Regions from separate parts of the Mus musculus genome. Here all the other regions are linked to region 4. A link is a contact called in public Hi-C data. All regions are on one chromosome and are shown on one strand. Each heading gives the region's core, a stretch centred on a gene start, on an enhancer-like site or on the middle of the called end of the contact. The rest is flanking DNA. Distances are from core to core; before and after follow the strand shown.

Region 1 (2,773 bases), core at 214-2,713, 170 kb after region 4:
TAATTCAAGGGTAAGAACTACTGAACTAAAGCAGTGTGCATATTTCACATTGGTTAAATATTCTCATACTCTGAGTAGCCCTTTGTTCTCTGTCTGTGCTGAGTTCTGTGACCTCGGGTGACTTGCCTTCAGATACAAGTTTTATATCTGTCCCCATGATCTAATGGAGTCAACATGTAATCAGAGATGAGAAGAGGTTACATTTTTATTTTTCATCTTTTTAATTTCATCTGTGTTACCAGACCTAAAAGCAACTTCCCTCCTCAATGGCTTAAAACAAAAAAGAATAACTGTTGAATTTTACTATGACATTAAAATTATTTTATCTTTCACCTAGATCTTTAACCTAAAAGTCATTTATAATTTTGTATAAACGCATCTACACTTTCTTGCTGCCCAAATAATGTTTATCTTATGTTAGGAATCCAGGCATTTTTGAATTGGGTTCTCAGTTCCACTCTTTGTTTATCAGTATACCTGACTGTATGCCACAGCCACACTGTTTTGATTGGGATGACTCTGACATTCGCTTACACACCTAGAACATAAGTCCCATTGTGTCTTTTCCAAAGCATCCTCAGAAGTCGAGTATATTCCTCCATGTGTAAGTTAGAATTCATCTCCTCAGTTAACCCTGAGGTCTGAGTGTGCAAACAGCCCGTTAGGATTCTGATTGAGTCACATCGTGTTGGAAGTGCTTCTATGATGTTGAATCTCCTCGCTCAAAGATATGACATCTCCATTTGCAGAAATCTTGTTTTATGACTTCACTAAAATATTAATCCTGAAATATGCACCCCAGGCTTGTGAATTTCTCAACAGATATATTTTCAGTTATGTGTAGCTTTAGTAGCTGTCGTGAATGGAATCTGGCACTGTTTCCGTGTTGGAATGCCTGGTTATGAGTAGGAAAAACTGTTGGTTTTTTCAAATATTTATATAGCAATATAGTATTGTGATTTCCAAAAGGAAAAAAAATAGTCCTTAAAGCTTTTCTTTTAGTTCCACCTTCTGAGTCATCTAAGAGTAAAATCATATTAACTGCAAAGGGGAAAGCTGTTTGATTCTATTGTGTTTTGTCAGTGAAAACCTCTCCACAAGGTTGGCTTCCCTGTTTCTTGTCCTATTTCCACCAGCCTGTTGGGTTTTATGTACCTGTCAAAAAGAAATTAAATAATCTGCGTCACCCGAGGCATTCTTAAGACACCTAGAGAAATGGCTTCCAAGAGATGCACTCCCCCGGACGGATCCTAACATTCCCTGTCTAAACCATGCAGACCCCTTAAGGAACGACATCAGAGTCAATGTTGTGTTGTGCCTCTGAGTGAATATTTGTTCCACACAGGGCATTCCACTGCGTTCCGTTCACTGTGTTGATCATCAAATAGAATGTCCTATTGTGCTTCACCTTTTGAGGCCCGCTGCTGTGGGTTGCTGCAATTCCATCAGGCAGGGAAAACAAAAGGGAACTGTGTAACGTTACTCATCCCACACTTGACACACAGCATAACATCACAGGAGACAGGAAGATAAGAATCTCTGCCGGCCGCAGAGAACCCGTGGTCCGGGAAATCAGGAGCACAGTATGATAATGTGGTTTATGTCTGGATGCTGAACGGTAAAGTTTGCCCAGGACAGAACTTTTGAAGAAAGAGAAGGATAATTCTCTGGGTTAGCCCTACCAGGGGCATCAGTGTGACTAGGACTAGGACGCCGCAGAAATCCACCTCTTTTATTTAAAATAAGAAGCCAACTATTCTGGAAACATCCTTAGTGTGTGTACAGAGCAGTGGGATTTCTCAGTCTACTACTCTGTTCAGTCTCTGTATGGTCTTCCAGGGCCTGAGGGCTTGCCTGCTGGGACACACACTGCTCAAGTGGGCTGGGACACACACAGCTTTCACTCCTGTAGCCATCCTTAAGATCAGCCTGTGCTCTTAACTGCTGAACCATCTCACCATCCCCTAAGAGAAGGTTAATTTTGACTGTTTTAGAGGCGGTAGCTCATGGCTAACTGAGTCTGTTGCTCTGGCCCTGTGGTGGAACATCACTACATTGGTGAGAGACACAGCAGAACTGCCTGCTCTGTGTTCAGAAGGTAGAGACAGGAAGAAGGAACCAAGAACCCACAACTCCTTTCAGTGAACTGGAGACGTCCCCCTCAATGATGCCCTGGCTCTTAAAGGTCCTACCCCCTTCTCAATAGCTCCATTCTCCTGGGCTGGAACTCCACAGACAAAAGTAACACTACTGTTTTCAGAATTAGGCCCAGGAATGATAACTCTTTAAGGCTGTGTTTGTGAAAAGCTCCCAGTGAACCGGAGTTCATCTGGGGTTCCTTTCTCACTTTCCCCAGTGAATCCCACTTGGCTTTTCATACCTTGTCACACACACACCCTCATTTGCATCTCTTCAAGTAGCCAACGTCTGCCTTTCAAAAGTCACTTTTCTGCTCAAATGAAGAAATAAGAAAATAAGCTTTTCATAGGCAAATAATTAATTTTTCTAAATCGAATTTTCCTGCACTGTTTGTCACTGAGTCAGTTGAATACACAAACAGATGCAGATTCATTGCATAGTAAACTATAGGTAGTTTTCATTGGACACAAATATTTGTTCATTATCAGTCTTTGTATTGCATCAAAAAGTTCCAGTTAGAGAACCACAGGTAGTGTTGCAGATAAACACCCACAAGGAGGGTAACATAATTGCAAATTTCTGGAAACACCCACATAGAAGGCAACATAATTGCAAATTTCTGCCAAGATCTTGC
Region 2 (2,879 bases), core at 179-2,678, 130 kb after region 4:
GCCATTTTGCGAAGTCAGAGTGTCTAGGGAGAAACCATGAACTACAGGACCCACTAACCATCCACGTTCAGTACCCAGGCATGTGGGTTGATCTGACTTGTGCTATTCAGTCCTAGCTGCCACCAGACATCTGAAGCTGCATCAAGGCCTTTGAACAAAACCAACAGAAGGACCTTCTATTGAGCCCAGTTCAACCTACTGGCTCATAGAATTATAGACAGATAACAATGTGTTGTAAGCCATTGAGTTTGAGTGGCTTGCATATGGTAATGGAGTTAATATGACAGCAACCAGCGGCCCTGGGTGCCTGTGTGTAATATAAATCTGCACATATTATTTACACACATATTCATAATATGTCAAGCCAATTTTATCAGTAGACTAGAGTGTGATCTAATCTTTGTTACATTTATACAGAAACTCAGATCTTAACTGACATTTCCCTCATTTCTATTGAGATAAACTCAACAGATGGCTAGATTAAAGGGGTCTTTTTAAATGAATTTGAGGAAATTACTCTTTAATAGCTGATTCTTCTGTAGACAAATGATATTAGAACCAGATTGTGAGGTCAGTAGATCACTATCTTTATTTTTCTTTCATCGTGCTGATGTGTTCCAGAATGCCGACTCACTCTTTGCTAAACATGATTGAAGCCACCACTGGGGTCAGAGAAAATCGCATCCATTTCCCTTCAGGAGAATAGGGTTGCTCCTCTCTTGGCTGGTTCTGCTAGGAGGACTAAAGCCCACTTTGCATACGCTGCAAGGGGCATGGAAATTCAAGAATGATTTTCATCTAGAAAAATTGGAATAAAAAAATCTGTAATGAACCTTTGACATCATTTCTTCTGAGCAGGGTGATTTCTTAACAAGAAGAAACCAGAGTTCACACCGAGTAGGCCCCATGGCCAAGAAAAATAAGAATGCCTTAAGTGGAAATGTTTTAATTAAAGGAGAAACTTAAATGGAAACTATGCATTAATTTTATGTTGTTGCTTTAATAAATGACCGCAAAATTGGTGGTTTAGAACAACTCAGATTTGTTATCTGATTATTTCTGTAGGTCAGGAGTTCAGGATAGCTCTGGGCCTCAGATCTGGTTGTTTGCAAAGCTAGGATTTACTATGGACATCCTAAGGAAGAGAGGTTTCCTTGTTCACTCCAAGGCAGCCATAATTGTTCTGTGGTTAATTCAATTGTCCCCATTTCCTGGGTGTCACTTGCAAGACAGACTTAGCCAGACGGACCTGTCTTCAATCCTGGCATGTTGTTTCTATGTCTGAGAATCAGTCACCCTCCACAAATAACTCCTATTGTTGAGTCATTTCCTTAACATTGTCCTTTTAACTTCTTAACTGCATATTAAGGTAGCTTAACTTCCAGGGTAAACTAGCCTGATTTACATGGTCAAAGTCCTGCTTTCCTTACAGAGTGACACTCAAATTCTATAGACTGGCCTATGTACCTCTTTGGGTGGATATCACTTAGTTCTATGACTATAGTAAGCAACGTGATATAAGTGAGGATGTCAGGACCACTGGATTTTAAATCTCAGGCTTGCTTTTGTTGAGTAGAGTTTAGTGTCTTGGTGATCCCCGCCTAGGGTACTTTAGCTTTTAGGTTTCTGTTGCTGTGATAAAACACCAGTGGCTATGGCAACCTGTAGTAGGGAAAGTTTATTTGGGTTACGTTTCTAGAGAGATAAGAATCCAACATGAGTGGAAAGGTTGGGAACAGGTAGACATAGATGTAGGAGCAGAGGGACCTGAATCACAAATATGGATCCAAGAGAGCAAACTAGAAGTAGGGTGAGGCTATATACCATCAAAGCCAACCACCAGTGGCAGCTTACATCCCCAAAGTGTTACTAACTGGGGACCACATTGAAACATTTCCCTTTGAAATCATCACAAGCATGATCTATAATGAAGTTTAGCTGTCAGACTTCCATAATTCTTCTTTTTTAATCCTTCAACTCCCTCCTACTGTTTGCCAGCTGGGCCTTAGATGAGTGTACCAGGTTGTCCCTGTCCCAGCTGCATAAGACTCACTGGGGAGTGAATGAGTCTCTGAAACTCCGGCTTCTTCCTTGTACCAACAGGATCACAGAACCCAAGACCTCCCACAGCTTCTTGGTAGGGAGTTCTGATTCTTCTCTCTTTTCGCAGTGAGGTAATGAGGGAGCTAACAGCCAGATGATGCTCACAGGCCAGCCCTAAAGGGCTGTCAGAGTAAGGGTGACACAAAAGGAAATGTGTATCCCTCAGAGTTCACAGATGAATAGACATCAGATGGGGTTTCTCCCTGTGTAGTCTGCCAGGCACCCTCTAACACTATAAAATCTAGCCAGTGAGGATGAAGCTTCCAGGTTGGTACCGGCATGATTTTTTCTTGTTTAGTGATTCAAGGATGTGATGTCTTTAGCAATAGGGTTTTATTATCAAGTTATAGAAGGCAATCAAGAGCATAGCAGCTTTTTGTTTGTTTGTTTGTGAGTCCATGGGTCCCACTAACCAACAAGGAAAGAAGTAACCTACTCCTGTCATTGGGCTTTTTATTTGATAGCTTATGTTGTTTGAGGGAGACATTGTTCCCTCCCTATTATAAAAGATCTTTGTTTAAGCTACATTGATAAGAGTACGTATGTGAATATAATTTGAGAAGTCTATACAGTAGAGGCTTTCATATGACCTTTTCAAAGGTTCTTAGAGTTGTTTTCCTTTCCCATTTCTACACAGCTTTCCCACCCCTGACCCCACCTAACCTTTCTTGCTCCTTTATTGTCTTTTCTTCCTTTCCAAAACCTGCATTCTAGCTCGCTTATTTTAAAGGTCATGGTCCCTTACTAGTTTCCTGACTTCTGTGTGTTACTCACGT
Region 3 (2,700 bases), core at 106-2,605, 250 kb after region 4:
AAAACATGGGATTTGTTTATAATGTGACCAGAAGGTTTGGGCCCAGTTCATTTCTTTATACCAGGGTCAGTGTCTGGAATAGTCTTGGTATCAGAGTTTTATGTGTTAAATTTTTAAAATTGAAATACTTGAAGTCATTTGGGTTTAGTGGTTGGGGATGAGCATGAAGCTATGAGCATGAAGTTCTGTAGAGGGTGGAACGGCCTAGCTCTCAGTGGGCTACAGGACGTGGGCAGGTCATACACACAGCTCTCCAGTAGGGTAGCCTGCCCACCAGAGTGGTAAAGTGAATCCCTGACTTCTCAGGAAGGAGCCGACAAGTGCAGTAGCCAGGAAGGAGGTTGCACACTTTTGCTTCAGTCCTGCAAAGAGAAAATGGGGTGAGGCAGAGCTGGCTGCCTCACATGGGAAGCCTTTATCCCCAAGGGCTGGCTGCCATCCCTGTAGCACTGTGTCACTGTAGTCAGAGGTTCCGGTTCCAAAGGCTGTAGTATACCTGACAGCTGGTTGTGCTTTCAGAATTGGAAGAGCGAGGATGATAATAGCCAGACCTATCTAGGCAGTGCAGCAATATGCTCAGCACTTGATGGCTTTTCCCTAAGTACCAAGTTCTGCAAATAAAAACACCTCATCTAAACACTGCCTGAGCTTAACGTCTTGCCCTCTTGCATCTTCACTGTCTCAACGCCCTGTGTTGGCTTCTAGAGCTTAAGGGGAGGGTTCTTTTCTTCGGCAGGAGCTTATTTTTCTCATTCGTTTTGAAGGAAAACAAAATAAATCAATAATTGCTTGTAAGTACAGTTATGTAGTTCAAGCTACCACCATATATTATCTTGCTGCATGGCCTCTTGGGGGCTTGGACTCTACTGGATAGTTTCTTGGGTCTCATCCAGTTGCAGTCATTGGCTGGCCCTGGAGTCAACACAGCTGGTCTCTCACAGCTGGGTGTACGAAGCGGCTTCATTTACATATCTGATGGGGAAGGGTTCTAGCCTACGTCTGCTCTCCTCTATGCAAAGATGTGGGCTTCAAGAAACAGGAAATGGAAGTCTCCAGGCTGTGCCTAGAAACTGGCACAGGCCTATTTCCTCTGAAGACACTTGGTTGCACAGTTCCAGGGCTTTCCAGATGTTCAAGGTTGGAGAAACAGTGTGCCCTAACGGGTGAAAGGCAAAGCTCACTGAAAAGGAACGTGTGGGGGTGGAGACTGTGCGTAGGCTGTCTGTGGGAAAGGCCATCTGCCACACCATTCCTCCTGTGCAATGTCTGAGAACTGAAAAGATCACATGTAATCCTATGCTTAAGTCGGTCACGCTTGCCTTCGTGTCTGTGCATACAGGGCTTGGGAGCCAACACAGGGTAACTTAAGCAAACACAACTAGCGAATGCCAAACGTAGACCCTATAGAGTAGGAGGATTCTTTCTACTCTGGTAGCTTTTGCTTCATGAATATTAGCTGCACAGTTTCCTAATATCAGTGCCTTCTAGGTAGCTTCAATATACTGGCAGGACGAGGTAATTATAGTGGTCATGAGGGAGGATTTTGGACACAGATTGTATTTGAAGCACAGTTCTGATGTATCCTAAAGGAGAACGTCGGACATCTGTTAAGTTAGTGGCTCGTGGTTTGTGCTAGTTCCATGAACACTTGAAACCGTTCACGTATGTAAGCGTGTTAGCACGCTCTACAGTGAGCAGTCTTTAATGCCGGTGGGTCTGAGTCTTGGCATGAGCCAGTGAACAGAAACTGTTACAGCTGCACTGTGGTTTGATGTCTTTCTCTTCTCAGAAACACATCACCGTGCAGCTGGGTTGCTTTCCTGGCCAGGCCCACTGCACACAGGAGCACCTTCACCGGGAAAGTGAAGGGATGGGGAGAAAGCAGCAACATTTGCTAAAAATATAACCAGGACTGGGAGTTGCTGCTCCACTTTGCATAAGAGCAGGCAGCTCAATGTTATCAAAAGGGCAGACCTGGTTTCTTATCTACTGCTACCCTACCAGATCCCTCTGCAGACCCCAGGCCCTGGAGCATATCAAAGTCTTGCTTCTGGTGAACGTTCCGCCCTGGCAGCTACAGAGAGGAGGTGAGGAAAAGAGATGAAGGCTTGAAGGCATGATATCCACAGCATGGTGACTGGATCCTTCTACCCAGAGCCTCAACACATTCAACGTCTGGTCAATCTCTTCCTGCTCCATCTGGCCTGAGTTGCTGCTAAACTCAGGTTACTCACGAAACTCTGCGTTGTTTCCTGTGTCCAGCCAGCACTTGAATTGCATTGTCTTACAATACTCACGTGGACTGTGGTGTGCCATCTGACCCTGCGGGGTGACTAATGTCAACATCTGTTCTGCAAGCATAGGGAAGGAAGGGAGAAGCTAAGAACGCCACTCTTCTTCACCCACACGTGTGAACAGGTTGGCAGCGTCTGCCTTTCAGCCACTTTCAAAGTGTTAAAATAATTAGCTGACCCGTATTTTAAGTAGGATCTGATTCCTGGCCTCTGACTGTTCCCTGCCCAGCATCTTCTCTGGCTATCAGCAGGAAGGGAAGCTGGGATCAGATCACACGCCATGAAGTTGTGCTGGTCCAGAATGTCTTGGGATCATCAGTAGCTCTCAAGAGTATTGTGGCAGAGACCCACTTGGGTGGGTGGGGACGACTTCAAATCAGCGTAAGGTGTCAGAGGCCAAGGTAAT
Region 4 (2,746 bases), core at 6-2,505:
AATTTGAGGGGTGGAAAGAACAATATAATGAGCACCCTTTATCATCAGACCAATTGCAAAGTAGTCACTGTTGTTCTCAGTGTATTTTACTTGAATGTGTATTTTTTGTATTGCCTAATGGAATTGCTTTTATTAGAAAATTATCCTTAAAATGTAAAGATTGTAAATTATATCATCATCGGAACTATGAACTGTTTTAAGGTTTCCTGGCTCTTCTGCAGACCTAGGAAAACTTTACTGAAGACTTCCAAACAGGTCAAGAGAGCTGATGGCTGGAAAAGCTCAGTAATTCTGATTTTTATTACACACCACAGAGAAATATTTCTCCTTAGATGTGTGACTTCTTACTCTTTCTGATAAGCGTCTCACATGAGCAGGAAACTGTGCTGTCTTGAGGATGTTTAAAGAAAAAAAAAAGCAAGGGATTTTCAATTTATGTTTATCTGTGCTTTGAGACTATTTTCATGAAAGGGATTTTATACTGTGCTTCAATTCTACTTTATTCCTGGTCACTATTTTGTGTTTATTTTAGTTTCAACATCTTTATTTTGATGATATAATATTAGATTAGATCTTTGCTACCTTTGGTTCAATGATCCAATAAAATCAATTACAATTCATTGTCATATACCATCATATTTTATGTCAGATTAACATGATCTTTTAAAACACTGAAGGAACACATTTATACTTGGTCATGTTGAAAGGCAGGAAAGCTTACAGCACTAAGCATATGACAGCTGATAAAGTGTAGATCATAAGATAGTCACTGCTTAAACTTATTTCATTTAAAAATGTTTAAAATAACATTTGAGTGGGGAAAATTTTACTTTGATTACCTGAGTCATACCAATACATGACAAGCCACAATCAGTTTACAATTGGGCCCTATACCTGTCCACATTAGGGAAGTATATATATTAAAGGGTCCTAATAACATCAGTTCCTTTGTGTATAAATTTCAAAAAAAATAATGACCCTAAGAGAGTGATCAGTTCCATTTCAAACAGAATCACAGAGCCCTAGAATATAATTAGAGGCTTGGGTTATTTTATTTATTTATTTATTTTAGCTTTACTTTCCTGGAGAGAACAAATTTTGGCAAAATAAAAAAAAATGTTGATCTTGAGGCATTTAATAACTTTTGTGAAGCTAAGCCAACAATAAGCTGGAACCACACACAAGGTGTTAGGCAGCTACATTTGGTTCTAATATGGCCCTTCCTGAAAGTGAAAGTAAATTTAACTGACAAAACAGTACAGACTCTCCAGTGGCTATTGTTTGTCAGAGTTCCTCCACTGTCCTTTGCAGCAGGCATATGTAACAGAAGTAGTGTTTCTCTAGAGGGCTACAGATCCATCCATAATGCTGTCTTTCTGTGGCTTTGTAGCACGCCTTGGCATTTGCCATTAAATGAAAACGTACAAACATATTTAATTGTACGTGCATGAAGACCAGATAAAGAGAGAAGAAGGGGAGGGAAGTCAAAACGGAGGAGAGGAAAAGGGAGTGGAGGGGAATGAAGACAGAGGGGAGGGAATAGCAGAGGCAGAGGGGAGGGGAGATGAAAACGTGGGGGAGGGGTGCTCACTTACACCAATCTGAGCTTGAGTCTTCAGACACAGAATATGTCTGCTTCCTGTGCTTCCTGCCTGGCCTTTTCTGTGTCCTGAGAAGCCTGGCTTCCATGACAGTTGCTCCTCTGCTGGCTATCCCAGTCTGGTTCTCATCTCCAAGTGTCATGGACTCTGATTTACGACTTTGATAAGTTAACGATCTTCCTTTCCACTTTTTAAAGAGAAGTTTATTTGGAAGGCTTTTAGGGAGCTTAATTACATTTCCTTTTATCCATTTGAAAATAAATTAAATAGCATTTCATTTACCCAGGCCATGTGTTCACCCTTCTGCCTTGCCTCCTCCAGACACACCATGCAAAAGAAGAAAGGAAAAACAGTGCATTAAGTTGTGTGTTTTATGGAGAAATTTCAGAATGTCCTGACAGATTGCAGAAATAAAGGCTAAACAATAACAGTGTTTATGCTTAGTAATAGGATAATTTATTACTAAATGAATGGAGTTTTGCTTTCTCTGCTTTGAAAAATGAGGAAAGACAGGGAAAAGATACTCCCTCCCAGCCCCCACCAAGGTCACATGCATTTTCTCTGACAGAGCCAGGAAAAGAATTACGATTGTTTTTTCCACATTTTACCTTCTGTTTAGCTTGGTGAGAGACTACACTTCTGTAAGTGCACACGGGCAGTGGGAAAGATAAGTTGTAGAATGGTAATGGTTCAGATCCATCTGTGTTGCCCTTCATCCTAAACAGAAAACGGGCATAAGACCAACGGATTAGTCTGCAGATGCAGACCAATGCTTCAGTGAGTTTTAATTTTGATCTGCAATGTAGACTGTTCCCCCATTTGCACTTTTGTGGGGCATCTGCATGAGAAATAGGCTTCAGAATATAAAGACGGATCACACTAGAAACTCCAAAGCAGTTCTTCTTTGCTGTTCAGAATTGCATGCAGATATCCCAGCTTAAATAAAAGTCCCTTAACATGAGAGAACTTAGTCACTACTGTGTATTGTAGTTTGAGGGACTTTTTTTCTTTTTGGTCTCTCAATCAAGAGAAGTAGGGCAAATTGGAGAGGGGGGAGGTGGGAGGCAGCAAGAGAGGAAGGGATGATAAACACACACACATATATACACACACATATCTATCTATCTGTCTATCTATCTATCTAT

What was found. A called contact is a pair of places that touch in the nucleus more often than the background predicts.
Region 1: a Hi-C map of uterus shows a contact between it and region 4, with 7 times the contacts expected there. The contact joins two enhancer-like sites. A contact is called at or near these places in 3 of 484 Hi-C or Micro-C datasets (the N1E-115 cell line, cortical neurons and uterus).
Region 2: a contact with region 4 is called in a Hi-C map of uterus, with 2.7 times the contacts expected there. The contact joins two enhancer-like sites. A contact is called at or near these places in 1 of 15 datasets of contacts at CTCF or cohesin (pro-B cells), 6 of 484 Hi-C or Micro-C datasets (the G1E-ER4 cell line, the N1E-115 cell line, nephron progenitors and 1 more) and 1 of 115 datasets of contacts at active chromatin or transcription factors (large pre-B cells).
Region 3: a contact with region 4 is called in a Hi-C map of the 63-12 cell line, with 4 times the contacts expected there. The contact joins two enhancer-like sites. A contact is called at or near these places in 1 of 15 datasets of contacts at CTCF or cohesin (the NIH/3T3 cell line) and 4 of 484 Hi-C or Micro-C datasets (the 63-12 cell line, the N1E-115 cell line, liver and 1 more).

What each region holds. Positions count from the first base shown.
Region 1 is chr15:32,193,103-32,195,875 of GRCm38.p6, forward strand. The region is part of intron 3 of Gm32499 (a long non-coding RNA gene); the gene reads left to right. Among named protein-coding and RNA genes, the nearest start is that of Tas2r119, 17 kb to the left of the region's middle. Within about 2 kb of position 1,464, at least 19 of the 459 cell types and tissues checked have an H3K27ac peak or open chromatin away from gene starts, as enhancers often do. A contact at or near this core is called in the N1E-115 cell line and uterus, where this site is marked.
Region 2 is chr15:32,149,088-32,151,966 of GRCm38.p6, forward strand. No RefSeq gene overlaps it. Among named protein-coding and RNA genes, the nearest start is that of Gm32499, 5.8 kb to the right of the region's middle. Within about 2 kb of position 1,429, at least 11 of the 459 cell types and tissues checked have an H3K27ac peak or open chromatin away from gene starts, as enhancers often do. A contact at or near this core is called in the N1E-115 cell line and uterus, where this site is marked.
Region 3 is chr15:32,264,561-32,267,260 of GRCm38.p6, forward strand. The region is part of intron 1 of Sema5a (sema domain, seven thrombospondin repeats (type 1 and type 1-like), transmembrane domain (TM) and short cytoplasmic domain, (semaphorin) 5A); the gene reads left to right. Among named protein-coding and RNA genes, the nearest start is that of Sema5a, 21 kb to the left of the region's middle. Within about 2 kb of position 1,356, at least 60 of the 459 cell types and tissues checked have an H3K27ac peak or open chromatin away from gene starts, as enhancers often do. A contact at or near this core is called in the 63-12 cell line and uterus, where this site is marked.
Region 4 is chr15:32,019,251-32,021,996 of GRCm38.p6, forward strand. No RefSeq gene overlaps it. Among named protein-coding and RNA genes, the nearest start is that of Gm32499, 140 kb to the right of the region's middle. Within about 2 kb of position 1,256, at least 31 of the 459 cell types and tissues checked have an H3K27ac peak or open chromatin away from gene starts, as enhancers often do. A contact at or near this core is called in the 63-12 cell line, the N1E-115 cell line and uterus, where this site is marked.